Regions from separate parts of the Mus musculus genome. Here all the other regions are linked to region 7. Evidence: chromatin contacts called from public Hi-C, HiChIP or PLAC-seq, Micro-C and promoter capture Hi-C data. All regions are on one chromosome and are shown on one strand. Each heading gives the region's core, a stretch centred on a gene start, on an enhancer-like site or on the middle of the called end of the contact. The rest is flanking DNA. Distances are from core to core; before and after follow the strand shown.

Region 1 (4,085 bases), core at 382-2,881, 890 kb after region 7:
ATCATACAAAGTCTATTAGAACAGACAGACATGGTTGGGAGGTTCCTTGTACCAAGAACACAAAACGTAGTCATGAGCTGTTAAAGGCCAGGAGGGTGTGATACTGAGCTATCTTTCAGGGGGTGAAATGTGTCAAGGCTTCTCATTATTCCACTCTAGTGAGACACCTCTCTCCTCCGACTTCCCCGGGGGAAGAAGCAATTTTTTTCTTTTCTAAGTAGAAATTACTGTGCATTTTATTGTTTGAGTGCTTTGTCTGCATGTACATCTATCTGCACGCCAGGAGAAGGCATCAGATCCCATTACAGATGGTTGTAAGTCATCATGAGGGTGCTGGAAATTGAATTGAGGACCTCTGGAAGAGCAGCCAGTGCCCTCAACTGTTCAGCTGTCTCTCTGGCCCCAATATGTTTTTTTTCCAAGACAGAGTTTCTCTGTGTAGACCAGGCTAGCCTCGAACTCATAGAGATCAGCCTGCCTCTGCCTCCCAAGTGCTGGGATTAAAGACATATGTCACCTTTGTCTCATTTTACAAGCTAACAAAACCAAATGGATTTGAATCTAAATTTAGAACGTCTACCAGGCTAGTTTTTACCCACTGGACAATGCTAAACACTTCATAGTATTGTTAGAAACGTTCAGCAAGCAGTAGTTTATTACTAGATAATATCATAGGCCTCTTCTTTGCTAAGCAGACCTACATCAAAAGTTTTAGTATTTTTTTACAATAGTGATACTTCTTGCTAAAACTAAGGATTACAGCTTACCAGACAAAATTGATACCAATAAACCAAGCAGACTTTTCTCAATCGTCTTTATTGTAGTGCTGAGTATCTAACCCAGACCCAGAGTCTCTACTATTGAGCCAGATTCCCCAACCGCAGGTCATTGTTTTTCTAATCCAAGAGGACCTTTTAACTGCTTAATCATGTTCTGGAAGCAGCAAGGCCTCTAAGATCTCTTGTTGGATCCAGTCGAGGGCTTTCTAAAGTTCAAACTACAAACCTACAGTAAGCCATGCACTGGGCTTGTTACTCAGTAAATTCAGGGGAGAGGTAATAATGTTTCAGTTTTCTAGGCCAGTTTCTGGAAAAGTCGGGAAATACGGTGATCGCATCCTAAAACCTGCAGAAAGGAGTACTAATATTGCAGGACTGCTATTTAACTGCGTGCGTGCGTGTGTGTGTGTGTGTGTGTGTGTGTATGAGAGAGAAAAGAGGGGGAGGGGGAGAAGGAGAGAGAACACTTGAGCCCAGGTCCTACCACCCGTCCTCAATAAGACAATTAAAAGCGCCAAATTAAAAGTGTAAAGCTGAAAGATTTATTTAATGTGACGACATTGAGAAGAGGGTAAAGAGATCCAAAGAATCCCTTCCAAGTCTATCTTCAGGGTTAAAGTAAACAGAACTCCAAGAACCCCGAAGATACAGAAAAAGAAAGTATAAACAAAATTTTAGGCCACAGCGGGAAACAGACACACACACATATCGTGAGGGGAAGAAAGGAATTCGGCTGGGGATGGGCGAGCACATGCTAGCCGGGAACAGGCACAGAAGGAGCTGCTCGCTGACTTCCCGGTGGCACTCGCGCCGCGTCCCCGTCGCGGGGTCATGACGTCACGGGCAGAGCGCGGGCTTTTCGCGGGAGCGGGAGCCGTGAGGCGTTGCCGTCAGTCAGCTACCGCTGCGGGAGCGGAGCGGGTCGGTGCGGCCGGGTGTGGCGGGCGTGCGCTCCGGGGTCGTGAGGCCGTGAGGGACGCGCCTGACACCCCGGAGGAGCCAGTCGACCTCCTTCACGGCCACCCGGAGCAGCTGCCCCGGTGCAGCCCGCGGCGTCCTCCCAGAGGGATCCGGCGCGTCCAGAGTCCGCGGTAGCTGCCCCGTTCTGCAGTCGCCGGATTACCTAACGTGTGTGTCTCGGCTCCCTGATTAGTCAATGTGAATAATTCTAAATAACGTTAGGTTTGTCTTGTCATTGACTCCCACCATAGCCACTTTCGGGTGCTGTGATGTATCTAGTAGCCACTTGGTTGGAAGCACAGTTATAAACTGTCCCCATCTTCATGATAAGTTCTGCTCTTGTCCCAAAAGATAGGCCTGAGGTAGGATAAGCTTCCAAGCGATTCTGGTTTTACCTGTCACAAGAAACCAGGCTTGTGCAGTGTCTGTTATTTTCTCTTTTGCAGACTTCCTTACCGAGCATCGGAGAAATACTGTAGAGAAAATGCCCGTTGAATACAAAAGGAGACCAACTTTTTGGGAAATTTTTAAGGCGAGATGCAGCACAGCAGGTATTGAGGAATTTTATAAAACCTGGTAAATTAAGTCCCATTAAAAAAATATTTTCAATAAAATAAGTCAAGGTGAATGCTTGCTTTAAAAACAAACAAAAACCCCAGCACCTGGGAGACAGAGGCAGGTGGACTTCTCTGAGTTTGAGGCCAGCCTAGTCTAAAGAGAGAGATAAAGGGCTTTATAGAGAGCCTCTGTCTCAGAAAAACAAACAAAAAATTACTTGAGCTAGGTTATAATCCTATGGAAGCTGAGGCAGAAAACTGAGCCAGGTGGATTAAATGAGTTCAAGGCCAACTTGGGCTACATAGGGAATTCCTGGATGTCAGGAGCAACAGAGCTTAGACCTAATTAAAAACAAAACACAAAAGAGGGATGAAAGTGACCCTGGTCTCTGCATTTGTTCCTCAGCATCAATTTAGCAGGCATTAGCTGATTCCTGTAATCTCACCTTTGGGAGGTAGAGGCAGGAGGATCAGGAGTTGAAGGTGATTTGTGCTGTAAACAGGTCGTGGAGTCAGATCCAGTTAACATAATCTTTTCCTGGTCAATCAGATGATGTAGAATACCTAAACTGATGGGGAACTAACTCTTTGACTTCCAGTGGAAAGAACTGTTTTGAAAGGGCTACGAGCAAATCAGAAGCATTGGTGATGCTAGTGATGAACACTTTTCAAACCTTTTATGACTTATTTTGTTTTGAGCTGTATGAGTGTGTTTGTGTATTTGCTCTGTGTGTGTCGGTGCCTACAGAAGTCAGAAGAGGACATCAGGTCCCCTGGAGCTGGAGTTGCAGGTTGGTTGTGGGCTGTGATGTAGATGCTAGACTGAGTTTGGGTCTTCTGCAAGAGCTTCTTAACCCAAGAGCTTCTTAACCACTGAGTCATTTCTCCAACCCTAGCTTTCTCTGTTAAATGACATCGTCTTGCTCCGTAACCATGACTGATTTACGATTTGCTATGTAGATCAGGCTGGTTTCAAACTTGCAGTGACCTTCCTGAGTGCTGGGATTGCAGTGTGAACAGCCACACCAGGCTCTGAATTAGATATCATAAATAAATATTGACAGTGCATGAAAAAGATCACATCCATTAATATTACAACTGATCTGATAAGTTTTTGAAGTCTGGAAGAAGTCAGCTACTGTTAGTTCTCTAGAAATTGTTAATTTCATTTTGAAAGCTCACATCTCATCATTAGCAACACACTTTTGTCTTTACTATAAAAGCCCACTTCATTCTAGAGAAAATGCCTGCCAAACTTCTGTCTGCAAAAATGCTACATGCATTTTGTTTCTCAGAAAGGATTAAAAAGGCAGGCTAAGGAATTAAAGCTTGGTCCCATCGGTGGCTTAGTGGGTGAAAGTGTGTGCTACATAGGTCTGATGACCAGTTTCTAAGCCAGAAGCAACATGAAGGTAGACTCTTGATTCCATGTGCACACATCAGATACACGGCAATGAGAAGGTTGGAGCATGAGCTTCATACTGTTCCTTTTACGTTGTTAGTGAGTCCCTGGCATTCTCCTGTGGATTGCTAGGCAATGTTAAGTGCTAGTGCAGTTGGGTCCACTGCCTTCTGTCATGTAGGTGCACCAGGTGTTTACATACCTCATTCCTTGTTGTACAGATGTTGACATTGTGAAAAGGACAAAGAACACCATGCTCTAATTATGAAAATATATTGAACCCCCCTATGCCGTGGGTAACAGCTATATAGGGTGGTTGGGTCCTGTTTGACATTTTGTTGTTGCCATGTAAGAATCTTTCTCATGTTTATTTGAAACTCTGGCCCA
Region 2 (3,679 bases), core at 208-2,707, 960 kb after region 7:
CCTTATCTGGCCGTGTCAGTTTCCCCATCATCCACATCCAAAAGATTCGGGCCCTCCCCCTATGATCACTACCTGGTGCCATGGAAATCAGCATGTGACCGCGGGCTACCTTGATTCTTCAGCGGTTCCAGGGTCCTAGGGCTAGCCTTATCTGATGAGAAGGGAAGCAAGCACACAGGTGGCAAGTGACTGCTTCTATCGACTAGTGTGTGCCCGATAACGTTCACGGAGGGTAAGACATGGCCCCTATCTTCAAGTATCTCACAGAAGGCAAAAGCAACCGTGTGCAAACCTAAGCGCAGTCACAGAGATGTAAACAGGAGCCAAGACGCTGAGAAGGGCGGGCGGCTTCTACGGCAGGGTGAGGCAGCTGCGAGGGGAGGTAATAGAACCGGTTTTAAAAGGCTAGTGAGACCAGTCGGGCAAAGGGTGACGGTGGGAAAGCCAGGCAGGAGGGTCAGCATCCTCAACCCCAGCAAGGAGAGAGAAACAGTCCAACGTTGCTGGAATACCAAGTGCAGGGCAGGAAGTGGAGGGCGTTCAGGCTGGAGCGGTGGGCCTAGCAAGGTGCAGCAGGCAGCAAGCCCGCGCAGTTCTCTCTGCCCGGGTACCCGAAGGGCCGCTTACGCAATTCGCGAGTGATCGAATTTGGGCGCCCGCGGAGAGGCTGTCAGTGACGGTCGGTGGTGGCGCCGCCAGCCCCCCGCCCCCCTCCCCAGAGCACCTGTGCGCCTTCGCAGCCGCCAAAGCAGCCGCAGGCTGCGCCGATCCACCAGATCTCAAAGCGGGCCCCCGGCCAGCGCCGCGCGGACCCCCGACCCGGACATCCCCGAACTCGCTCCGGTGACAGCGCCTGTGGGCGCCGTGGCGGCTGCCTGCGCGCCAGCGGGCGGGGAGCGGGTTTCTCTGCAGTCACCACCAGCTTTTCCCGAAGAGCAGTCCCCGCGGGCCTCCCCGACCCGGGGCTGGGGACGAAGGTTGCCGGGGAGTTGGGGGTGGAGGGGTGGGCACCAGGCCCGGCGCGGCGGGGAAGGGCCGGCGGCGGCGTCTTGGGGCTTGCGCAAGGCGCACTGCCGAGGTCCGTCCTCCCGGGCCGGCGCGCGGCAAAGCTCTCGGGCGCGCGGGGCAAGGGCAGGGGCGGCGCGCGGAGCCGCTCGGGGCAGGAGCGCGAGTGGGCGCCAGGCCGCTCTCATTACCTGGCCAGCGTGGTTTTTCCCGAGCCCGGGAGGCCGCGCAGGAGGTAGAGGTGTTTCCTAAAGCTGTGGCGGCGCGGAGGTGGCCCCCGAGCGGGCGGCGGCCGAGGAGGCGGCTGCTGCTGCCGCTGTTGGAGGCTCAGCCTCCCGAACGATTCCAGAAAACTGTCCTCCATGGGGAGGGGGCTGGCGGCGAGGGCCCTGAGCTCCCTTCCTGAAGTCACGGTCTTGGCCAAAGCTGTTGTTTTTGTGACTCTCCGGCCATGTGATAGATGGAGGGGCGGGCGCTCGGAGCCCGGCCCCTCCTCCCCGGCCCCGCGAACCGCGGGAGGGGGCGTCTCTACCTGTGAGGCCCCGGCGCTGCCGGGGAGTCTGACAGCCCGGGGAAGCGTGGGTGACGCAGCCCCCAGCGCTCCCTCCAGCCCCCCGCCGCCTTCCGCAGCCCTTCCCAAGGGAAGGGGCCTGGCCCCGGGGACACAGTGGGAGGTTTCCCTGCAGTCACTGTGGAAGCCCAGCCCTCTGCCACGGCTCTGCCTCATCTCACTTCAGACCGGCCTAGACCTTGAAAGTAAATACTTTCCGTGGGAGATTAGAGAATGTGACCAGCGCATCCGAGCAGTCACAGTAAAGACTGTTGTCTCCCCTACTGCCTGTGAATCAGTCAGCACCTGGCTGGGGTCCCAAGGACTGAGGTACACTCCTTCAGGGTCCTGTACGTTTCCTTAGTACCGGTACCGGCCTGCCAAAACTATCCTTAAAAGCTGTATGCAACTTTTAAGTCTCTTGTTACTCCTTGGGTCTCGGGTGGACTCAGGAGGCTTCATGAACACCTTCCGCTGCCACATAGCAGGGGAGATTGTCATGGTACCATTTATATAAAACCAAATTCAAGTTGCAGGAGTTGGCAGCACCCACTGGCTGTGACTCTCCAGTATTTCCCTTTAGAAGCAATAGAATGGTCCTGGTTTTCAGAATGAAACTGTTCAAAATTTGCATACTAGAAAATCTGAGATATTGGTGGCTTTGGCTACAATTGTTGTAAAAATCAAAACATTTTGTGTCTGGCACCTAAGGTATGAGCATTATGAGAAGGAAGTGTGGAGAAAGAAGTAGTGTCTTTCTAAGACTCAGAACCTATGTCAAAATCAGAGATTTCCTGATGAGCGCGTTAGGAAGGGGCTGTGTACAAGGAGGGAGGACAGCTGCCTGTGCATCTCGCTGGCTTTGGACTTCCCCTGGGTTGGGGTGTGGAGCAGTCAGGTTGCTCCCCCGGGAATTCCCCTCCCGGAGTGAAGCTACTTCTTTAGTCCTTCTTTCTGTGTGCACATTAAGAGGAAGCACGAGGAATGGAGAAGACACATTTGTCCTAACAGCAGTGACCTTTAGCTTGTATACGTCCGGGTTCACATTTGAGGAAGTGAATCTCCTGCACCCTGAGCATACCCTTAGCACACGTTTACAAACGTGGTTCCCCTCAGCCTCAAATACTTTCTTTTTCATTCCAATCATCTGCTGTCCAGTAAGAAACATGGAGCATTTGGGGTGTGGATGGTACAAAATGGGGTTAAAGGGCTCGATTTGGCAGCACCTTAAAGTGGATGCAGAGCAGATTAGCATGGCCCCACAAAAATTCATGAAGTGTTCCATATTTTGGGGGGTCATGTCTTTCTTGTTGAGTATAGACCTTAACCTTGTTCACCCATTGATACCTGTTTTTCTAGAATAAAACAAAACAAAACAAACAAACCCTAAAATGTGTGGATTTTTTGTTTTTGGTTTTGGTTTTGGTTTTTTGGGGGGTTTTTTTTGTTTTTGTTTTTGTTTTTGTTTTTTTGTTTTTTGAGGTTTAAGGACTGAGGAGATAGATGGCTCAGTAGGCTAGAGTCTTAGAGTACAAGCATGAGGGCATGAGTTTGAATCCACAACCCCATGTAACAAGGAGGGCATGGCTGCACACGTAACCCTAGTGCTGAGAGGAGTGGAGATGACTGGCTTGGCAGAGCCCATTGATCAGCAGCTCCAGCTTCAGTGAGAGACCCTTTCTTAAAGGAATAAGACAGAGAGCATAAGGGAGACCCCTGATGTCCTCTGGTCTCTACATGCATGCTGCACAGCCTCATATGAGCACATACACTCACACCCACTCACACACAACGGAGAGATAGCTCAGGGATCAGGACTGGTGTTTGGTTCCCAGCAGCTACATGAAGTGGCTCACAAGCACCTGTAACTCTAGTTCCAGGGGATCTGTTGTACAGGGCTATCCTCTGGGCCAAACAACCCCGTTCGTTCTTGAGGTATTTAGCTGGTTTGGCTTGCACAAATCCAAGCCGGGCTGGTTGATAAGGAGAGCCACTGGACCCTCAGCTCCTTTCTGCCTGTTGAATGCAACTCTGTCCTAACTACATGCAGTCTGGGGACAAGGGGTTCCCATCTATGCAGCAATGGGAAGGCCCTCATCTGTCCCTGCTGGGTGAAGACTTTCT
Region 3 (4,018 bases), core at 612-3,111, 730 kb before region 7:
TCCTGCATCGGCCAAGGGCCTCGGCCAAGACAATGAAACAAGACTCTCTCTCCTCTCAGCACACGGGTTGTTCCTATTGCTGGCAGCTGTGCTTGCTATCTAGTGACTGTCATTGTGGTCCAGCTTTTTAGACCCTGCTCCAGCACGGAGCCTCTGCTCACCATCAGCGAGCCCAGCCCCTACAGCTGCCTGCAGGTTCTGCCATTGCTGGGCTTGCCTGGGAGGCCTTGCCATGAATCCTGAGGCAGTCCTGACTCGGCTTGCTACTTAGCAGCTGCTCAGAAGCCTCCCCCGCCCCCCCCCCCCCAGTCTTCTTCGAGCAAGCGCGTGCATCTGGCTTGGTGAGCTATGTATGACCTAAGAGTCCTTCCTAGCCTGTTCAGGCGCTGCCTTCCGAGGGCTGCGGCAGAGCTTGACCTGGCACGCACTGTTCTGATGAAGTGCTCAACCAGCTGTCGGTGGGATCTGTGGCAAGCCCCACGCCTGTGGGAAGCATGCGTGTGCTCTCTACGTCTTCAGTTCCACCTCACTGCAGTTGGAGATTACATGTGTAACAGACTCTGCCAGCGTCCCAGAGGACACCCTGGTTCCACTCTGTATTTCTTTGTCCATTGCCGCATCACTGCACGATGTCATGCTTCACTGTGGGGACTCTGTGACAACTTCTAGGCTGTGTAAGCAACAGACTCAGGGGGCCTCTTTAAAAAGAGGTTTTGATAGGGCTGCACAGTGCCACATATCTTGGCCCTGATGGTCAAAAAGACTGACAGTGTACTAGCATGCCGTTTTTCAAAACCACAGAGCAACTAGCTAGCTAGTCATCAGGGCACAGTGAATAAATACCAGCCTGGTAGTCTACACTGAACTACCATTAAAGAGCGACAGAAGAGATGGATATTCTAAAAATAAAAACTGATAGCTTATCACTAGCAGACCGTCACTGTGACAACCACCAAATCCTTGTCAGCAGGGATGAAAGCAAAGCAGAAAGGGAGAATAAGGGGCAGAGACTCGGAGTGGGGTGTGCGCACATCCCTTCAGGAAATACTTCTGGAACCTACTCTGCACCACACATTGTTCTTGGTGCTGGGGATGCAAGTCGAGCTTGATCAAGTCCCAGGGGCATGTCTGGGTGTGGATGTGTGTGTGTGGGGGGGGGGGGGGGGGTGAACAATAGGCATGCCTGTAGTCTGTACAAAAGGATAGAATAGGCTGGACTTCTGGAATCCTCTGAGCAAAGACAAAGGAAGGGTGTCGTGAGCTGCTGGAGAGTCGTGGGGAGCTGCACAGCTGTCCTGGCCCCCTGCCGGGCCATGCTGCTCTTCACACTCTCCAGGCACTAAGCCACTTCACCCTTACAGCCTCCGCACGGGGTGACTGCCACAATGATCTCCATTTACAGAGGGAAGATGAAGTTGGCAACTTGTCCTCGGGGCCCCTGAGGGGCAGAGCTAAGAGGAGACCCCCTCTGCCCTCAGAGCTGGCACTGGTCTGCTGTGCAAAGGCAGCAGACTTCCCAGAACAGGAGGCACTGCATGGCAAAGACCTTTCTTGCTTGTCAGCATCCGGTGGGCACCAGTGATGTCAAGCTCAAGTGCATCGGGAGCAGCATGGGGGCTGGGGCTAGACACAAGAGGAGGACGCAAGAGAAGAGGCCACAGTCACAGAAGGAAGAGAAGGACATGGAGCCTTGTAAAGGCCAGCGAAGTCAGAAGAGAGGGAGGAGAGTTCCAACTGAGACAGCCAACAGCAAGTGTCACAAAGGTGAGGAGGGAAGCCAGCAGCTGTGGGAGGCGTTATCACATGAGTGAGTTGCTCAGTGTAGCCAAAAGTTCAACTCAACGCTGCGGGGACTGGGAATCCAGGATTCCTAGGAGCTGAGGAGAATGCCTGCCCATAGGTGGCACTCAGCAGCAGACAGCAACCACCAGGGAAAGCAGAGAGGCAGAGAGCTTTCATGCAAGTGTGGAAGTGCATGTACTCCGGCTTCACTCTGCATCGCTTGCAGTTCTCCTGCTTCTGTCTCTAATGAATTAGAATGCCTATTTTCAGCTGCCTTTTCTAAAACATAGAAATAGCCAAACTTAGGGGGCTGGAGAGGCGGCTCAGTGGTTAAGAGCACTGTCACTCTTGCAGAAGACCCTGGTTCAGTTCCCAGCACACACATGGCAGCTCACAACCATCTGTAACTCCAGTTCCCAGGGATCTGACGCCTTTTCTGGTCACTGGTGTATAGACATATAAGAAGGTAAAGCATTTACACACATAACACAAAAATAAATCTTAAAAGATTTTGGGCACACGCAGTAATAAATACCTAGATTTCCAAGATTCAAATATTTTGTAGCAGGAGACAGACGTTTCCTACAGAGAGCTTACCTAAAAAAAAATGAAACCTCAAAAACCCAGAACAAAGCCCAACAGGATGCTCTCCCCCTTCTGACATCTGGACTCTCACCTTCCTGTGAACTGACAGCAGTACCTGCACTAGAAGCTGGCCCTCTGCGCTTGCCACCCTGCTCCAACTGAGCTTTCTGTCTACACCACGGCATCAGCTCCACAGCATCAGCATCAGCTCCATAGCATCAGCATCACCACAACAGCACTGAGACCTGAAGGGCACTGGCCTTAGGCAATGCTTCTCACCCAAGCGTTGTCTTTCCACCATGGCAGCCAGCACAGCCCTCCTGGTAGCACAGGCATTTGGCCACTCTCTGTAAATAACTAATGGAGACGCCTGGGCTTCCCCAACCACGCGCCTCTGCTCCCCTTGTCAGTGGGACCAGATGAACCAACTGTAGACCACTCTCTCCATCCTGAACCCAGTCTGTCACTCCCTGCCATTCCCATCTAGCTGTGCACACGTGGTACCTGCTTGAATCTCAGACCTGGAGAAACTGCCACAGGCAGAGCATGAGTTTGAGACCAGCCCAGGTTTCACAGCAGAGCATGTCTCAAATATCCAAATAAAATTTTAGGACGTCTTTCTGGACCCGTTCACTGACTTCAGGTGAGTGCCTGCTGCACAACCCCACCTGAGTCCCAGCCCTCATCCTGGAGTGGCTGTGCTCGTGGGAGGCGGTGAAGATTAAATTATAAACCATGTGCAGAACTCAGTAAATACCATTTATTATTGAGACAATTCACCCCTTTACCTATGTTTTCCTAATAACCTGAAATCAGAGGCCATCCCATATTCCAGAAGGTAATATAATCCAGAATGTGAAGGGAATGGGTGTAACACCACAGGCACTGGTGTTAGTCCATAACCTACTGCATCATTTAAAGAACAACCTTAAAATGTCTGTTTCTTGAAGTGGAAACTTATGGGTTCTTTGGAGAGTCAGTTGTGTTGAAGGGTGTTTTGCTGGGGCAAACACGTGAAGGAACATTTAGCTGAAGTGGACACAGGTGAAAGGCTAAGGCAGACTCGTGAAGGAACGTTTAGCTGAAGCAGACACAGGAGAGAGGACGGTCTGCTAAAGCAAATACGTGAAAGGACACGTGATGAAGGATTCTTTGCTAACAACACACGTGCATTGGTCCACCTTACATTGCCTAGTTGAGCTGCATTTGTCCGAGCTCCATAGAGAGAAATGTGCCAAAAAACTTGTGGTGTGCTGTAGTTTCTTGCTGCCTCCTTGGACTCAGGCTGATTAGCAGAGTGGTGTCAGCTGAGGCAAGAGTGGTAGAGAACGCATGATGTTTGGAGGGTATAAATAGAACTTGACAGTGATGGAGGCTGAGCTAGGTTTGCTTATAGAGCTCCCTGTACAACACTTGTGGGTCTCTAATCTTTGTTGATCTTTGCTTCCCTGAGAGAGACACAGCCACGGACCTCTCCTGGAGTTCCTGCTGGTTCCTCCTGCTGACTGGAGCCGAGGCTGAGGCCTGGCTGTCTCTGCTAGGTCACATCACCACTGTTGCTATCCCAATTCTACTGAGCTGGACTGCTGGTGTATCTGTGGAGTGTTTGAGAGTGGACTACGCTTCTGTGGCCTGCTACCCTATGAGCTAA
Region 4 (3,982 bases), core at 1,249-3,748, 600 kb before region 7:
AATGTGTTGGATTTAATTGGGACCAAACCAAATAAAATTTAATTAGAAAGAGTAGGACTATTATTGCACTTCATACCCTCTACAAACCTTATTTCAAAATATCGTCTAAAGTGTTGCTTCATAGATCTATATACATATAGAGTCTGTTTAAAAAAAAAAAAAAGAAAAGTAAAGGGTGTGGTTTTGCCTGGTGGTGGTGGAGCCTTTAATCCCAGGATTCTGGGGGCAAAGAATCCGAGCCTCTATGAATCTGAGGTCAGCCTGGTCTACAGAGCAAGATCCAGGACAGCCAGGACTACACAGAGAAACCCTGTGTACTGGCTGGTTTAGTGTGTCAACTTGACACAAGCTGGATTTATCACAGAGAAAGGAACTTTCATTGAGGAAATGCCTCCATGAGATCCAGCTGTAAGGCATTTTCTCAGTTAGTGATCAAGGGGGGAGGGCCCATTGTGGGTGGGGCCATCCCTGGGCTGGTGGTCTTGGTTCTATAAGTCAGCAAGCCAAGCAAGCCAGGGGAAGCAAGCCATTATGTAACATCCTTCCATGGCCTCTGCATCAGCTCCTGCTTCCTGACCTGCCTGAGTTCCAGTCCTGACTTCCTTTGGTGATGAACAGCAGTATGGAAGTGTAAACCGAATAAACCCTTTCCTCCCCAGCTTGCTTCTTGGTCATGATGTCTGTGCAGGAATAGAAACCCTGACTAAGACACCCTGTCTGGACAAACAAAACAAGACAACAAAACAAAACTATAAAAAGTGGGAGGGGGGATGTGGGGGGGGGGAGATTAGCCTCCTGTGACAAGGGTTAAAGGGTCCTTGCTTGTTTCTTATTTCTTCTCACAAAGCTGAAAGAGAAGCTAAAACTGACCACAGACACTCCCAAGCCAGTGGCCCAGCATCACAGAGCTGACCACCCAGAGTTTTCTACCCAATGGCAGCCTCAGGACAATAGCCCTTTGACACTCAGGCAGGCGGCCCCTAGCATCTTCAGGAACCAGGAGGAAGGAAGGGGTTAATTCCATCTTGCTCCTTACCAGGCTGGGCCAGGGGAACACAGCCAGCAAGCCTAGGTGAATGATGGTCCCAGAGGTGCTCCCTACTCTAGGCAGGACCCAGGAGGTGAGTGCTCCCGGAGAAACCAAGCATCTGCCTCTGACTTGCTGCCAGGAGCTGAAGACTTTAGCCCTAGACACTCACTCTATGAGACTCCCTCAGGCCAACTCTCCCATCTCAGCAGAGCCTACCAGGGACTGTGTGGGAACCTGGGCCCCATTTCCATCAGGGGCCTGGGTTTAGTGTCTGCAGCTGCTTCCTCCCCCTCCCCTTCTCCCCTCCTTCATCTCCTCCCCTCTTCCTTCCCCCTCCTCCTCCCCCCTCTTCCTCCATCACCACCACCACTTGTGTAGCTCTAACTGGCTTGGAACTCTCTCTGTATTACAGGCAGTCTTCTAACATGTAATCCTCCTGCCTCCGTCTTTCTGTTTATTTTTGAGACAAGTTCTTACTCTATAATCAGGGTAGCCTGGAACTCATTCTGTAGCTCAGGTTGGTCTTGAACTTGTGACAATCCTCCTGCCTCAGCTTCTCAAGTACTCGGTTGCAAGTGCCACCATGCCTGGCTCTATACTTTTTTGTTTGGTTGGTTTTCCTTTCTGAGACACGGTCTTGCTGTGCAGTTCAAGCTGGCTTCAAACCCACTATGTAGCCCAGGTTTGCCTTGAATTCCTGGTGGTCTTCCTGCCTCAGACTCCTAAGTGCTGGGCTTATAGGTGCACCTTCTACTCTTGGCTTACATTTTGTGTTTTATAAATCAGTCAGACATTCCTATACCCATGTTCTCCATTAGTGGGTCAAAATTAGTTTATGTCACTTCCAAAAAGACATCTATACAGAACGTGTAGAGGCCTTTTCTTTCCACCATTCACAAAATAACACAATATAACAGCTACATTCATAACATCTGCATTGTGGTCACCTAGAGGTGATTTAAAATATCCAGGAGGATGCATGTGTGTGTTCTGGGCAAACATCCATCATTTTATAGACAGAACTAGAACACCTGTGGATTTTTATATCTTTTGGGGAGGGCCTGAAATCAACACCCTAAAGGACTTAAGGGAGACTGGCCCTAGGAGAACAAGACTCTTATAACTGGCAGAAGACACAGGGAAGTGAGGAGAAATGGAGAAAGGCCTGAGGATGTGTCTCGGGGGTAGACTGCAAGGCCTTCGGTTCCTCTGACACAACTGGAGGGTGTGGGGTGGACTAGAGTCTATGATCCAGAAAAAGGACGGAGCCATCTATCAGGGGAAGGCTGAACGCCTGCACGCGGGTTGTGCTGTGCTCCGTGTTGTTAGCGGGCTTCCCCAGGCACTCGTGTTTCCTCTTCCCCCGGTGTCAGCAAAAGAGGTTTCTGCTGCTGCCGCCGACAGACTGGCCCGGGAGGCGGTCTCGCCCTTCTCTTCCCTGCGCTCCGTCAGCACCGCGCACAATGAGAAAATGAAAGCTACCCTTTTGCGCTGGTGCGCTGGTGCACTGGACTCCATCGCTGTGGCTGCTCGCTTACAGGGGGCATGCGGGAGGCCAGGGAGGCCTTGGCTCTAAAGCCGTGGCAGCCGCTGGCTCGCTGCCCGGGCAGCCACCTCCAACTGCAGCTGTCGCTGTTCTTTGCAACACCCCACATCCTGAGCTGGCTCCTGAGGCCTGCTCCTGGGAGAGCGTGAATACAACAGGGGAGAGTCCTGCGCAGAGTCTGTTCCTTCCTGGCCTGGGAAGGAGCTGGGGAAAGAAGTAACTAGACTTGAACCTGCAGGGTCTTGAAGGGATGGCGGCCGGGGGTCCTGCGCAGTTCAATGACCGGTTCTTGTCCAAACCACTGAAACAGTACTCAGACTGCTGGAAAAGTTTGAAAATGAACCAGCTCTCCCATGTCCTCCTCAGAATGGCCCCTTCAAACCGAGGACGCTCCCACCAGCCGCTTGCCTTATTATTTTCACTCTTTAGCATCGTCTAAACTTCTCTTTCTCAATGTGTTCCCCCCTTAATTGTGTGTTGAATTATCTGGTAGGTCGTAGACGCTTTGGATAGAAGACCGTTGGTCTCTTTTGCTCCAGGGCCAAGCCCAGTGTCTGGCCCATCTGTTAAAGGAATGAATGAGTAGGGCTGAGACAAGCTGCCTGCCCACTAATCCATCCGGTCTTTGGATTTTTCAACCTTCTGTTTGGACAAGGTGGGTTCATGTGCCTATTGAAAGGAACTGGTTATACTTGGGAGTGTAGAAATGTATCAGCTCCGAAGGGATGGCTCAGTGGACCCAGTTTCAGTTGCCAGTTCCCGCATGGTAGCTCACCACCTCCCATAACTCCAGTCTCCCATAACCTCTTCTGGTCACTGAGGTACCAGGCACATACATGCTACACATACACGCACATAGGCATGCATACATACATACATGCATGCATGCATACATACATACATACAGGTAAGAAACCCTTAAAATAAATTCATCGTGGAAAGAAAAGAAGAAATGCATCTTTGGGATGCAGCAGTTAGGAGTACTTGTTTTTCTTCCTGAGGACCCAAGTGCAGTTTCCAGAACCCACATCTGACTGCTCACTACTGCCTAGAGCCCCAGCGTCTAAGGATCTGACATCCTCTTCCGCACACACATAACCATAAGTAGAAAGTAAAGGACAGGGCTGGAGAGATGGCTCAGCGGTTAAGAGCATGGACTGCTTTTATAGAGGTCCTGAGTTCAATTCCCAGCAACCACATGTTAGCTTGCAACCATCTGTAATGGGGTCTGGTTGGTGCCCTCTTCTGGTGTGTCTGGTGTGTCAGAAGATAGCTACAGTGTACTTATAGTATATAAATAAAAATTAAGTAAAGAATAATGTGTCCTTTATAGCTTTATTATTATTATTATTATCATCATTATTATTATGACTGCTTTTGAGGCATGATCTTACTGCAGCCCAGCC
Region 5 (3,912 bases), core at 650-3,149, 890 kb before region 7:
AGAAATAAATTCAGCATTTTAAGTCTCCCACATTGGAGTGTATAGGGGAAGGGAGGCAGGGAGAGATGGTGATCTTTGGTGAGTTAATGAGCCTAGAAGCCCCTCCAAGGATGGGGTGGGGTGGCTCTAGATACAGGTGAAACACGTCTATTCCTCCCTCAGGTCCCAGCAGCTCCTGAGAACCAGTCTTTGCTATCGGCACACACCTGGCACACAGACACGTCTCATCGGAGGCTGTAAGCACAGTTATGCCCCCTCCCCATTCGGAACCAGCAGTCAGACTTAAAACCCAATTACAGTTCAGCTCTGTCTCCCCGAGGGGTATCGGTAATGGCGGCTCTTCCCATGTCCCAGGCAAACACTAGTCCAAGCCATTGTACTTTACTCCCCGGGAATAGCTTCACAACGAGTATCATCTGCAGCGGACTGATGGAGAAATTAGAGGCTGTACAAGCTACAGAAATTGCTCAAACTCACTGTTGAGTGCAGACGGAGAGCCGGTGTCAAAAGGTCTGTGCTATCACCTGACTTCCTCCTCGGTAGAAGAAAGAGCTTAAATAGCTAGGCCTTGTGTGTGTGTGTATGTGTGTGTGTGTGTGTGTGTGTGTGTGTGTTGCCAAGGTATAATTCCCCCACCTGTTTCCAGATGGACACATCCTGGCAGAGGAAGCGCCCAGGGGTGTTTAATGCCAGGGGCTGCCAGAGGCTTGTAAACAGGGCCATAGACAACACCCGCACCAACAATTATACCCAAGGCCGAAAAGCAGCCAGTGGTGTGTCACCTCCCATCTGCACAAGCTACAGCCACAATTTGCCGAGACAGCACCTTGTATGTCTAGAAAAGCCAGACCCAGATATTTCTGGGCCCAAGGACAGCGGGCTTCCTCATTAAAAAAAAAAAAAATTATCAGACAGATAACCACTTAAAGTTTGAAAGTGTCATAACTCAGCCACCCAGACACATGCCAAACACCACCTCTTTTTCTTTTCTGTCCTCCCAAGTACAGATGTTAATTAGGGGTCATTGAAAGGCCTCGTGCATGCAGCTGCTGACCTCCTGGAGACCGCCCACTGGTGACCTTCAGGAATGACCAAGTTCAAACACCAAGCCGCTTTCGATTTAATCACAGGCTGCGGCTAGCTGCAAACACCCCTGTGCAAACAGGGCGCTTAGGAGAGGGAGCCAGTTCTGCAAACAAACAGCACTGGGCAGACACTCAGCTCTCAGAAACCCTGAAGGCTGACATCACAACCCCAGGCTCCAAGCCAGAAATTCTGTAGGCCCTGACCCAGCCACAGAGGGCGGGAGGTTTGCTCAGAATTTATTGGGAAGCTGTGGATAAATTTCCTTTAGAGTTACCTGATGAGTGTGGCGCTTTGTGACAGTTAATCTGGATGTGTTCTGCAGCCAATATGGAGGGGGTGTCATTGTCAAATTCCTGTTTTGAGTTGATAAAGGCTTAAACAGAAATGGACCTTCGATGATTCAGCTTACTCTTACCAAGTGTTTACTACGCACCCCGGAAGAGCCATTCATGCGGCAAATACTTATTGAGCACCTACTATGAGGTAGGCTCTGGAGACACAGTGGTCCCCATCTGTTGATCATTTTGCAGGCTGGAGAGGAGCTCAGACGTGAAGGCATGATGTGTGTGATGCTGAAGAGCCGAAGGAAATGGGATAGTGCCAAGGGAGACTTCTGGAGCCACTGGAGACTTCCGGGTGCGGGGAGCTCAAAGAGCTGCCCCCATGGAAATGAAGTTTAGTTTATAAACTGATTGAATTGGGGAAAGCCCAGTGGGGCTCCACCCATCCTTCTCTCGGGCTTCCTGCAAGAAGCACCGGAAGTGAGTTCGAGAAGCCTGAAGGGAACTGTAGTTCGGTTTGTAGAACTTGCTGGAAGAGCAGGAAGCAGTTAACAGAAGCTTTGTAAACTCTGAACTCAGACTCTGTGCTAGGACCCGCGGCTGCGCGGGTTTCACAGGAAAGTTAGATGACGACACGGTCTTGCTTCTCCTTTCCAGTCACCCTCAAAGAGTCCAAGGTATGAGTGGCTGGCAGAGAGGGCAGGTGGGAGCACTCGGGACCTGACTGGGGACAGGGGAGATGGGGCAACAGTGGGGGTGTTGGGGAGGGCGACCTGGCAAGGCAGGTGGGAAGGGTGACCCCTGCCACAGAGCTCTGGGCGAGCAGAAGAAAATTCACAGAGCCGCAAGCTGAGTCAAGAAGCCCGAGAGAAGGATGTGTGGAGCAGGACATGGCAAATTCTCTTAACTATTGAACCATCTCTCCAGCCCCTCTTTCTCTCTTTTCAAAGATTTATTTTTATTTTATGTGTATGAACGTTTGCCTGCATAAATGTCTGTGCACCACATGGATGCAATACCCATAGAGGCCAGAAGGGGGCATCAGATTCCCAGGACCTGGAAATTCCCAGGCACTTTCACATGGTTGGGAGCCACCAGGCCCTTTGGAAGAGCAGCCAGTGTTCCTAACCACAGAGCCATCTCTCTAGCCCCTTTAGAATCTCCTTTTTAAGGGCCTTAATTCTAACTGTTACAATGTCCAACTCTTTGCTGCACCACACTTGGTACCTGAGAGCAGAGATATGTTTAATCGCCTTAGCAGTCTGCTGGGTCAGAAAAGGAAAGAAGAGAGTCTGTTTGCAGGAACTGTAATCTAAGTCTGAGAAAGCAGCTGTGATTCCCACCTGCTGTGCACCCTGAGGGGAATCCTGGGAAAGGAACAGCACACAGTTCCGCCTCTGTCTTTCTTCCCTACATCCCTCTCTCAGGAAGTAAGCCTTCCCGTATCTTGTTCTCGGTTGAAGGACCCGTTGAAGCCCCTCTATTCCTAAGGAAGAAAAGAAAAACCGTTCTCCAGGAGATGATCTGAAAGAGTCAAGCTTTGGATTCTATATGTCTTGAAGCCGTCATTTGAGTGACCCTTGCCCTTGTGCATTAAGAATTCTCCAGCAGGAAACTGAACAGTATTGATTAGATTTGAAGATATGGCTGGAGAGTAGGCTCGTCAGTTAAGGTTATATACCACTCTTGCAGAGGACTGAGTTCAGGTCCCAGCACCCACAATGCCTGAGACTCTTGCTTTGGGAATCCAAGTTATCTGCCTGTACCTACATACCCCGCACCCCAAGACACATACACCTACGCATAATTAAAAATAAATCTTTTTAAAAAACTGAATACATCTACCCTTTGACCCAAAGGCTCAAAAGTATAGGAATTTATCTTGCAGAAAATAGTCTCCTGTGTGGATAAAAGCCTCATTAAGCTTTCTTTTTTGTAAGGTCACACCATTTTCAACCCTCGAGGATTAGTTAAGTGAGTATGACCCATACCGATAAAGAAATAGTCTCAAGTCCTTTAGAATTGATTTTCTGGCATTTAACTGAAATCTGACTGTGTGGGCTTTAACAACACAGGAATACTTATGGCCAGGTGATAAGGCCAAAGGGAGATGCCCCAGAGTGGATATGATGAATCTACTTAACCATCTCCCATGTCTTTTGGTTGGCCATCTTGCTCATGACCTTTCTTCCCCCCCCACCACCACCACCACCAAATGCCTGCAGAGCACCCCAGGCGCCATATCTGCTTGAAGGAAGAAGGATAGACAACCTCTCCCCCCTTCCCCCCTAGAAAACAGCATTCCCAGAAGTCTCAGTCAATCTGCTCCCACTTACACCTAACGGACAGTGGCTGGGTTAGTGGCCACCCTGCGCACAAGGGACGCTACAAATGTCGGTCCTCCATTAAATTGAGTTGGTTTGAAAAATGGAGCCGAAACGGTGGCTCTGAAGAAGAGTCTGGCATCCCAGACGTGTTTAAATAACGTCTGCCAGCAGCGTGTACGGTTAACAGACAGACCAGAATAGTACTGTGGTATGCTACC
Region 6 (4,097 bases), core at 1,471-3,970, 860 kb before region 7:
TCGGTGTGTGAACAGCTGCTAGGATGCTTTGTTGAAGGTCATGAGTGGAATTAGAGTGAGTCCTAGATCCCTCAGGTGCACATAAGGCAGAGAGTCAAGAGCTTAAGGAGATTTTTTTTTTTGAAACTAGAACTCTAGGCTGTCCCTAGGGCAGAGAGACTGTCTGGTCTTGATCACTTTATCTGGGCCACACCCTTTCCTGTGATCATTGAAGCCACAGTGCAAAAAAGATGTTGCAGCCGTAGTGTGAATGAGTAGGCCAGGTGTTGGGGACTCCTCTGCACCCCATCTCCCCCCTCCACAGCAGTGTTCAGTACTTGTTCTGGCTTCTTTCTCACCTGTTCCTCTAAAGGAAGGTTATGATTTCCCATAATTGACTTCAGGCGGGTTGTGTTGTTGTTATTGTTGTTATTGTTTAAGCTCTGCTTTTGTTTTATGTGCTTGGGTGTTTTGCCTGCATGTGTATGTATGTGTAGCATATGCATGCAATGCCAGAGGACGCCTGAAAAGGGCACTAGATCCCCTGAACTGGAGTTACATATGGTTAGTAGCTACCACGTGGGTGCTGGGAATCAAGCCTGGGTCCTCTGCAAGAGTTGTCGGTGTTCATAACCACTGAGCCTTCTCCGCAGGTTTTTAAAAACATGCCTTGATGAAGAAGGAGCGGTCTGGTACAATCAGTGGAAATGGGAAGCTGAAATTTCTCACTGAAATACTGTGTCCCAGCATGAATTATAAGAACCCACAGCTCCTTCTGTCAGTCAGCAGCTTAATAGTCCTCCATGGAATTCCCTCCAGCTACACACAAACACACACACACACACACACACACACACACACACACACACAGAGAGAGAGAGAGAGAGAGAGAGAGAGAGAAATATACACTTGCACAAGGAGAGACCACATCAAACATAGACACACAGGCATACTCAAACACACCACACACATATATAGAAACACAGACTCACACCACACAGAGACATAGAAACACACTCTCTCTCTCTCACTCACTCACTCACACACACACACACACACACACACACACACACCATACCAGACACATAGACACACAGACAGATACCACACCAGACACACAGACACATACCAGACACACACACACACACACACACACACACACAGAGACATCACACCAGACACATTGACACACACAGTGAGATATCACACCAGACTCAGAGACAGACACACACAAACTGTCCCCTACGTCTCATAGATTCCATTTCAAAGTTGTGTCTCAAATGTTCCCGACTCTCTCCCCTGCAGCCACTGTCTGAGCCCACAGCCCACCTCATTTCTGCCACACCCCTAACCAATGATGGTTTCTGTCCTCAGCCTTGTGAGTCTCCTTTCTCTACGAAAGCCACTGCATTGCTCTATGGCACCACCTTCAGTGGTACCCTTTCTCTAGACATGAATTATGGACTCCTTAAGAGAGGCTCCCCAGCCAGGCGTTGGTGGCCCTAATCCCAGCACTTGGAAGGCAGAGGCAGGCAGATTTCTGAGTTCGAGGCCAGCCTGGTCTACAAAGTGAGTTCCAGGACAGCCAGGGCTACACAGAAAAACCCTGTCTCAAAAAACCAAGAGAGAGAGAGGGAGAGAGAGAGAGAGTCCCTGTACTGGCTCTGTCAATCACCCCATGGGCTACACTGATAGCTTCAGGCTCTGTCATCAGCCAAGCTCTTCTGTGCCCCAGGGCCTTTGCTCATGAGTGTCTCCTGCCTAGAACATTCATATCACCGTTCTGCCCCATTAACAGCAGCTCATCCATCAACTCTCAGCTTTGAGTCATCCTCCTGGGTGAGCCTTAACCTTTATACAGAAATGAGAAAGCCCTTCTGTGTTCTCTATCCACCCAGTACTATTCTTCACACACTTATCTGAGTCTATAACTGTGCGGCTATTGCTTGTTGTTTTAGCTGCTAACTTCACGGAGCCAAGAACGTGCCTGCAGCGCTGGCCACTGTGTCTGGACCCAGCTCCCGATGAGGCGCGGGCTCATGCTGCGCCTTCAACACATATTTGTCAAATCAATGATTCACCAAACAAACCCACTCCTGAATAAATTTAGTTACAACAGGTCGAGGCATATCAAGAGACATCTCTTGCAATTTAACAGATAATCCGGGTTTGTTCAGTGAATCAACCCACTGTAACTAAATTTATTCAAGAGTGGCATGACTGGACTGAGGCTCGAGCTAAGTAGCAGAGCTCCCGCCTAGCTCATGCAGGGTGTAGACCTCATCCGCAGTGTGTCGAAATAAGACAGCTTCCGTGATGAAGCGTCGAGGCAAAGCATCTTTCTCACGCTAACAGAGAGAGCGTCCCTCAAGGACACACTTCTTCAGTTGACAGTTCATTTCTAGAGGTAGAGATATAGTGGGCAATCAGATACAACCCAGGGTGACAGGCAGGGTTTATCTCAGAAACATCATTAAGCATCTTATACATTAGGCATCTCAGGGCTGTGAGGCGCTCGGCTTGTCTGACTCGATGGAGGTTCACTAGTCAGGTGAATATTTCGAGTGACGGATGCAGCCCAGGCGGCTTTAAACAACACAGAGCATTTATTGGCTTCATAACTGAGGAGTTCAGTGAGCCTTTGGGTTGGGTGTAGACCAGTGATGTCACAGGGTCCCTGTTGCTATCCATCACAGACAGTGCCATCCTGCCTTGTGATGTCATACGCCAGTGTGGCTATCACCACACCACCCTGGACACCCCTGAGCGCATCTTCTACTACATGACTGGGGGGTCTTGTTTCACGTGTACCAACACATTGAGCCCTTCAGTCATCATATCTTCTCACCAGCCGAGCCAGGGAAGAGAGGGCCTGTCTTCTAGAAGTTTCCATCTTGTTTCTTAGCCCCAACCACAAAGAGACCGGTTTCCAGTATTCCACCCCAGGACCCCAGCTCTCCACAACCTGACCTGACAACATGGAAGAGTGTCGATTGGAAGGTGAGAGCTCTTCCCCCTTCTCTAGAATGTCTCTGCTTAGGAATTACAGTACATTTTCCATTGGAAAAAAAAATTCTACATTTACCAAGACTTGCTTTACGTTTTTATGAAAAAGATGCACATTTTGTTACTTCTCTGTTGCTGTGATAAAACACCCGGACCAAGGTGCCTTAGAGAAGGAAGGATTTATTTGTACTTATGGTTCCAGAGGTGTAAGATCCATCATCAACACAGCAGGGAAGATTGGCAGTGGGCAGACATGGACACTGGAGCTGAGAGCTCACAGCTTAAACCACAGGCAGGAAACAGAGAGCTCAGTGGGAATGGATCAAGGCTTTTGAAACCTTAAAGCTGGCCTTCAGTGACATTCTTCCTCCAGCAAGGACAAACCTCTCCAAATCTACCAGAACATCTCTTCCGACTAGGGACCACACGTTCAAATACTGAACCCATGGAGGGCGTTCTCCGTCAAACCACCACAGGGAGTGCCCCTGTTGATACTGTGTGAATTGTTCATCCTATGGAAACTTTGGGGTCTCTATCACGGCAAATGAAATGATTAAAATTTTTTCCAAAAGTCATAAGAGGACAAGGAGGGTGGCTCAGCAGGTTGGGTGCTTGCCCTAGAAGTATTGGGGACCAGAGTTCAAATACCTAGAGTCCACAGAAAAGCTACATGGGGTGGCCACCTCACCCGGGGAAAGCAAGGTGGCCAGCTGGACTACCCTCAATAGTGAACTACAGGTTCAGTGAGAGCCCTCACCTCAATATATAAGGAAGAGAGAGTGATAGATGGAGATATATGCCAATCCCAGCCTCCACAGACATGCACACACAAGCACACACACACTGCATATACATATATGTAAAAACACATGTAAGAACAAGATGGTTTATTTAGTGCCATTTCTGTTGATGGAGGGGTGGGACATTTGTGACATCAACAGTACTGTCACAGACACCTGCCTTACATGCTCTTATGGAAAGTTCCAGAATCATCTCTGGCAGTAGAATTTCTGGGTTACTTGGACTTAAAGATTTATTTATTTATTTTAATATATATATATTTCTGGGTTACATATATATATATGTATATATATATATAATTTCTGGGTTAC
Region 7 (3,968 bases), core at 630-3,129:
TGAGGAAAAGGAGAGGCCAAGCCTTCACACTGCACCTGCTTTGACAAGATGAAGAGAGACAGCTTTCTCAGAGGAAAGGGGATACATAGAACCAGAACAGAGACAAGATGGAGAGTGTGGAGGAGGCGGTGAGTAAGGCTTTGGATTAGAGAGTAATCCACAGGGCGAGCGTTAGTAATCCAAATCTAATTTGGGTTCAGTTCCTCCTACATGGGTGACCGAGATGAGTAAACTGGCACTCTACTGAGGACATTCAAGTTTGCTGTAACAAAAACAGCTCGGACCTAGCCGCTCTAAGCAGGTACTCTTGTAAGGTTCAATCTACACGCCCCGTGATTCTGAGCTCAGAGGGACTAGACACTTGTAAGACTGGATTGTCTCATTTTCCATGCCAAACAACTGTAATAGAAATCAGTAGCCAACTCCATTTTCAACCGCATAGTTTGGCCAAGGGTAAAAAAACCACCTCAGTCAAAAATTCTGGTCAGCAACACAGCTACCCAAGCAGCTCTCCCTGTTCTCCTCTACACACCTTTTGTCTCTTTTTAGGCAGAGAGAGGAAGAAGCGCTTAGCATACAGGATGGGGGCAAGAAGGACTGGCAGCCTTCCTACTAATTGCCGAATCACAGAGCACCATGGCTTTGTGAGAGAGGGAGCCCATGCTTAGAAAGTAAGTTCCTAGCAAGGCTTTCTTCCTCCTATTCACTCATAAATGTTCCTCTAATAAGGTCGGAATGATTTTACCTTTGGGTTCGATGTTTAACATTTATTATCTTGGACTTTGCACATGGGGGGAAAAAGCCCTATAATGATTGCCTTAAAAAGCATACAGCTGTTGTCGGTGAAGGCACACGCAGGTCTAACTGCCTCTAATATGTAACCTTCAGAAACTAACCCCCTCAAAAAGTTGCTTTTTACCATGCTTCCGTTTACCCACCCACGTTGCTGCAGAATATTTAATTCCGAAGCAAAAAAATCCATCTTCCCCACTGAATTTTTTGCACAGCAGTGTGTTAAGCAACAACAATGTTAAATTTGTACTGCTTACTCTAAATGGTGTTAAAATAAACGAACTCTGGGTCTGGAAACTCTCACGGACGTTTTTCACAATGAGCTTTAAAAAGGACGCTTCCAAAAGGCGATTGGGGCACTAGGGCAATATTAACAAATCAGGAGTAGATGAGACGCAGAGACGGAGGATTCCTCCACCATAGCGTGTTTCTGTGGTCGCTAACAACAGTCCGCTCGCTCCCTAGGCAAGCAGCGGCGCACAGGCTCTGGAACCTTCTAGGTCATTTGGAGATTCACCATGCGGAGGAAAAGGCTCTGTTGCCCAGGCTCTGCCGAGATCCTAGCTGAGGTGGGAGCCGGTGCCAGCTTGAAGAAGCTGAGTGGGGAGTCGGGGGCGAGCCTGGAAGGCCAGCGGGACCAGGTGGTCGCGGGGTGTCACGGTTCCCGGAATCCCCGGACCCACCATCTCCCTCGGGAAGCAGCGAGCTCCAGCCCTCCCCGGCCACCCAGGCTCCTACTTACGGGGTGCAGCGGTCGCTGAACTCGTTGGCGATGGTCTCGATGCCCCCGGCCCGCGCCACCGCAATGTAGCAGCTCTGTGAGCCTACGTCTAGCCCAACCACCGACATGGCTGGCCCGGTCCGCCTCCGCCTCGGGTCCGCTGCGTGCTCGTCCTGCTCCCGACCAGTCGGGAAGATGCCTCCGGCTTACCCTGCAAGACTGCGCTCAGTCTCTGCCACCGCTCTCCGCCGCCCGCCTCTCTCACGCAGCCGCCGCCGCTCAGCTACCAATCCAAAAGGGGAGGTCCCAATCGCTCAGCCTTATGTAGCCTACTGAGGAGAACTTTCCAGAATCTGCAGCATTTTACTCACCGGCGCCTCCACGTGCCACTTCCGCTTCCTTCTTCTCGAGCCTTCGAGAAAGATTCTACCCAATGGACTGCTGGTCCCTCCGCGGGCGGCCTGAGTTGCCATGGTGACAGGGCAGCTGCTCGGGCGCCATTGGCTAAAACTGACCGAGCTTGCCCGGCCTCCATCCCGCCCTCCCCAGCCTGAGGGGCAGTTTTCGTTCCAGTTGACTCCAGTGAATAACCGGTCGGGAACTTCTGTCGCTTAAGTGGTGACTCCGGTGGCAGTGTCCGGCTCCCGACGCCGAAAAACTATTGAAAGGACGGAGAAAGAACACACTACTCCGGGACCCCAGGCCTCTCCGGTCACGAACTTGCTGTTGGCAGAGAGCATGTCGGGAAGCGTAGTCTGGCCGGGAGACCCTAGCGCCTTGCATGCTGGGAAACGCAGTCCAGTGGTGAGGCCTCGGTGCTTTGCATGCTAGGATATGTAGTCCAGCCCGTGGTGCGTGCCACGATCCTGCTTTGTCTTAAGGGCTCAGTAAAAAGAGGCCCAGCTGGCTGCTGCCGATTCGCGCTCTTTCTCTGGTGTATGCTTTGTTCTGTGTTCCGTTCTTGCTTGTTTTTTCAACAGCTAATGGATTGCGATTTAGGGGCGTCAGGATAAGCCGCAAACGCGGTTTATATTTTGTAGACATTTGTCCGCTGGCAAGATTGTTGCAGAATAAAACACAGAAGGGTTTTCTTCTTCTTCTTCTTCTTCTTCTTCTTCTTCTTCTTCTTCTTCTTCTTCTTCTTCTTCTTCTTCTTCTTCTTCTTCTTCTTCTTAAATGAAAACTTTTGATTGCTATGCAATTTGGGAAGCTGCTGGTGTTTTGCCGACAGGGTTTTGCATATTTTGGATACTAGTTTAAGCCGACTTTGTTTAACCCTGCCACTCCTAACCATAAGGTTATGATTTAATGTAATGGCTAATAATATGGTTTAATAAATGGGTGTATGGTTTATTCCTTGTTTAATCTAACCTTTCATTTTCTTTCCTTGGAAAGTAAGCTTAGGTTCCATGAAGAGAAAGCAGAGGTGGATGCTGCTGGCTCCTGCTTTCAATTCTTATGTACCGTTAAAAAAAACGTCAAAGTTTGCCTGAAAACCCCGTGTGTACCCTCTAGAATATGGAAATATGCACAATTAAAACGTGCGCTGCTAAATAAGTGTGTAATTGAATGAAGAGTTGGGGCCCAGGGTTAAAAACTAACTCCTGAAGTATGCCTCTTCCCGTAGGACAAGTGGGGTTGCTTAAATGGGAGCTTTCTATACAAATTGCAGAGTAAGTTTTATTCGTGGTGATTGATCGGCTTGCCACTTAAGTTATTTCACCTGCTAGCATAACTATTTAAAATGGGAGAAGAACCAACGCTATCCCAGAGCAGCTGCGTTTTTAAATTTGAAATATGTTTGTTGGCATTCTTTTCATTTTGTGTCTCTGAAACCTCCACCACCCCGGCTTTTTTTTAAGTATATGAAAACTCTTTTTTTTTTTTTTTTTTTTTTTGGTTTTTTCGAGACAGGGTTTCTCTGTGTAACCCTGGCTGTCCTGGAACTCACTTTGTAGACCAGGCTGGCCTCGAACTCAGAAATCTGCTTGCCTCTGCCTCCCAAGTGCTGGGATTAAAGGCGTGGGCCACCACCACCCAGCAGAATATGAGGTTGACCAGTTTTCCCTTTAGTTTTTTTTTTTTTTTTTTTTTTTTTTTTCCCATGTGGTTGTTGGGATTTGAACTGAGGACCTTCGGAAGAACAATCGGTGCTCTTAACCACTGAGCCATCTCTCCAGCCAAAAACTTTTTAAAAATTACTAGAATCATAGCTTTTTTTTTTAAACAAAGATGACCTCTAAATTATTTGATTTGCTTCCCATACTTTATATGTTTATATAAATAAACTGCGGAGAGATGTGGACCTGGACAGATTTAGGTCAGGTTCAAATCTTAGCACTTATTGCTAATATGCATTATATAAAATACAGCACCCAAATTTGGACTTCATGGGTGTGTGTTCTCCCTGTTCTTATTAATTCGAGGGCTATGCAAACTGGTAATTACCAGCCCT

What was found. Promoter capture Hi-C pulls out the DNA fragments that hold promoters and counts their contacts. A called contact is a pair of places that touch in the nucleus more often than the background predicts. HiChIP or PLAC-seq counts read pairs in DNA pulled down with a chosen protein or histone mark.
Region 1: a Micro-C map of the G1E-ER4 cell line shows a contact between it and region 7, with 3 times the contacts expected there. The contact joins the promoter of Brca2 here to the promoter of Hsph1 in region 7. A contact is called at or near these places in 2 of 39 promoter capture datasets (HPC-7-derived erythroid cells and pre-B cells), 3 of 484 Hi-C or Micro-C datasets (all in the G1E-ER4 cell line) and 1 of 115 datasets of contacts at active chromatin or transcription factors (memory CD8 T cells).
Region 2: a Hi-C map of B cells shows a contact between it and region 7, with 7 read pairs. The contact joins the promoter of N4bp2l1 here to the promoter of Hsph1 in region 7. A contact is called at or near these places in 1 of 39 promoter capture datasets (pre-B cells) and 1 of 484 Hi-C or Micro-C datasets (B cells).
Region 3: a contact with region 7 is called in a promoter capture Hi-C map of 3T3-L1-derived adipocytes, with 2.5 times the contacts expected there. The contact joins the enhancer-like site here to the promoter of Hsph1 in region 7. A contact is called at or near these places in 5 of 39 promoter capture datasets (the 3T3-L1 cell line, 3T3-L1-derived adipocytes, frontonasal cranial neural crest and 2 more), 1 of 484 Hi-C or Micro-C datasets (cortical neurons) and 1 of 115 datasets of contacts at active chromatin or transcription factors (the SCID.adh cell line).
Region 4: an H3K4me3 HiChIP or PLAC-seq map of embryonic forebrain shows a contact between it and region 7, with 4 times the contacts expected there. The contact joins the enhancer-like site here to the promoter of Hsph1 in region 7. A contact is called at or near these places in 5 of 39 promoter capture datasets (the 3T3-L1 cell line, the HPC-7 cell line, cranial neural crest and 2 more), 1 of 484 Hi-C or Micro-C datasets (cortical neurons) and 2 of 115 datasets of contacts at active chromatin or transcription factors (the SCID.adh cell line and embryonic forebrain).
Region 5: a contact with region 7 is called in a promoter capture Hi-C map of hippocampal neurons, with 4 times the contacts expected there. The contact joins the promoter of 2210417A02Rik here to the promoter of Hsph1 in region 7. A contact is called at or near these places in 8 of 39 promoter capture datasets (the 3T3-L1 cell line, the HPC-7 cell line, embryonic stem cells and 3 more) and 1 of 115 datasets of contacts at active chromatin or transcription factors (pancreatic cancer cells).
Region 6: a FOXA1 HiChIP or PLAC-seq map of pancreatic cancer cells shows a contact between it and region 7. The contact joins the promoter of 4930505K14Rik here to the promoter of Hsph1 in region 7. A contact is called at or near these places in 2 of 39 promoter capture datasets (hippocampal neurons and stem cell-derived epiblast-like cells) and 1 of 115 datasets of contacts at active chromatin or transcription factors (pancreatic cancer cells).

What each region holds. Positions count from the first base shown.
Region 1 is chr5:150,520,990-150,525,074 of GRCm38.p6, forward strand. It overlaps Brca2 (breast cancer 2, early onset), which reads left to right and starts at 1,632. Exons shown (of 27, transcript NM_009765.3): 1 at 1,632-1,907; 2 at 2,186-2,290. The coding sequence starts at 2,224.
Region 2 is chr5:150,593,068-150,596,746 of GRCm38.p6, forward strand. It overlaps N4bp2l1 (NEDD4 binding protein 2-like 1), which reads right to left and starts at 1,458. Exons shown (of 5, transcript NM_133898.4): 1 at 1,197-1,458. The coding sequence starts at 1,369.
Region 3 is chr5:148,907,825-148,911,842 of GRCm38.p6, forward strand. All of the region lies in intron 3 of Katnal1 (katanin p60 subunit A-like 1), which reads right to left. Among named protein-coding and RNA genes, the nearest start is that of Katnal1, 19 kb to the right of the region's middle. Within about 2 kb of position 1,862, at least 124 of the 459 cell types and tissues checked have an H3K27ac peak or open chromatin away from gene starts, as enhancers often do. A contact at or near this core is called in 3T3-L1-derived adipocytes, the SCID.adh cell line, cortical neurons and 1 more, where this site is marked.
Region 4 is chr5:149,028,978-149,032,959 of GRCm38.p6, forward strand. No RefSeq gene overlaps it. Among named protein-coding and RNA genes, the nearest start is that of Gm15411, 15 kb to the left of the region's middle. Within about 2 kb of position 2,499, at least 348 of the 459 cell types and tissues checked have an H3K27ac peak or open chromatin away from gene starts, as enhancers often do. A contact at or near this core is called in the HPC-7 cell line, the SCID.adh cell line, cortical neurons and 2 more, where this site is marked.
Region 5 is chr5:148,739,941-148,743,852 of GRCm38.p6, forward strand. It overlaps 2210417A02Rik (RIKEN cDNA 2210417A02 gene), which reads left to right and starts at 1,900. Exons shown (of 2, transcript NR_028285.1): 1 at 1,900-2,044; 2 at 2,795-3,199.
Region 6 is chr5:148,775,243-148,779,339 of GRCm38.p6, forward strand. 4930505K14Rik (RIKEN cDNA 4930505K14 gene) reads left to right here and starts at 2,721. Exons shown (of 3, transcript NR_131106.1): 1 at 2,721-2,979.
Region 7 is chr5:149,634,436-149,638,403 of GRCm38.p6, forward strand. Hsph1 (heat shock 105kDa/110kDa protein 1) reads right to left here and starts at 1,880. Exons shown (of 18, transcript NM_013559.2): 1 at 1,535-1,880. The coding sequence starts at 1,641.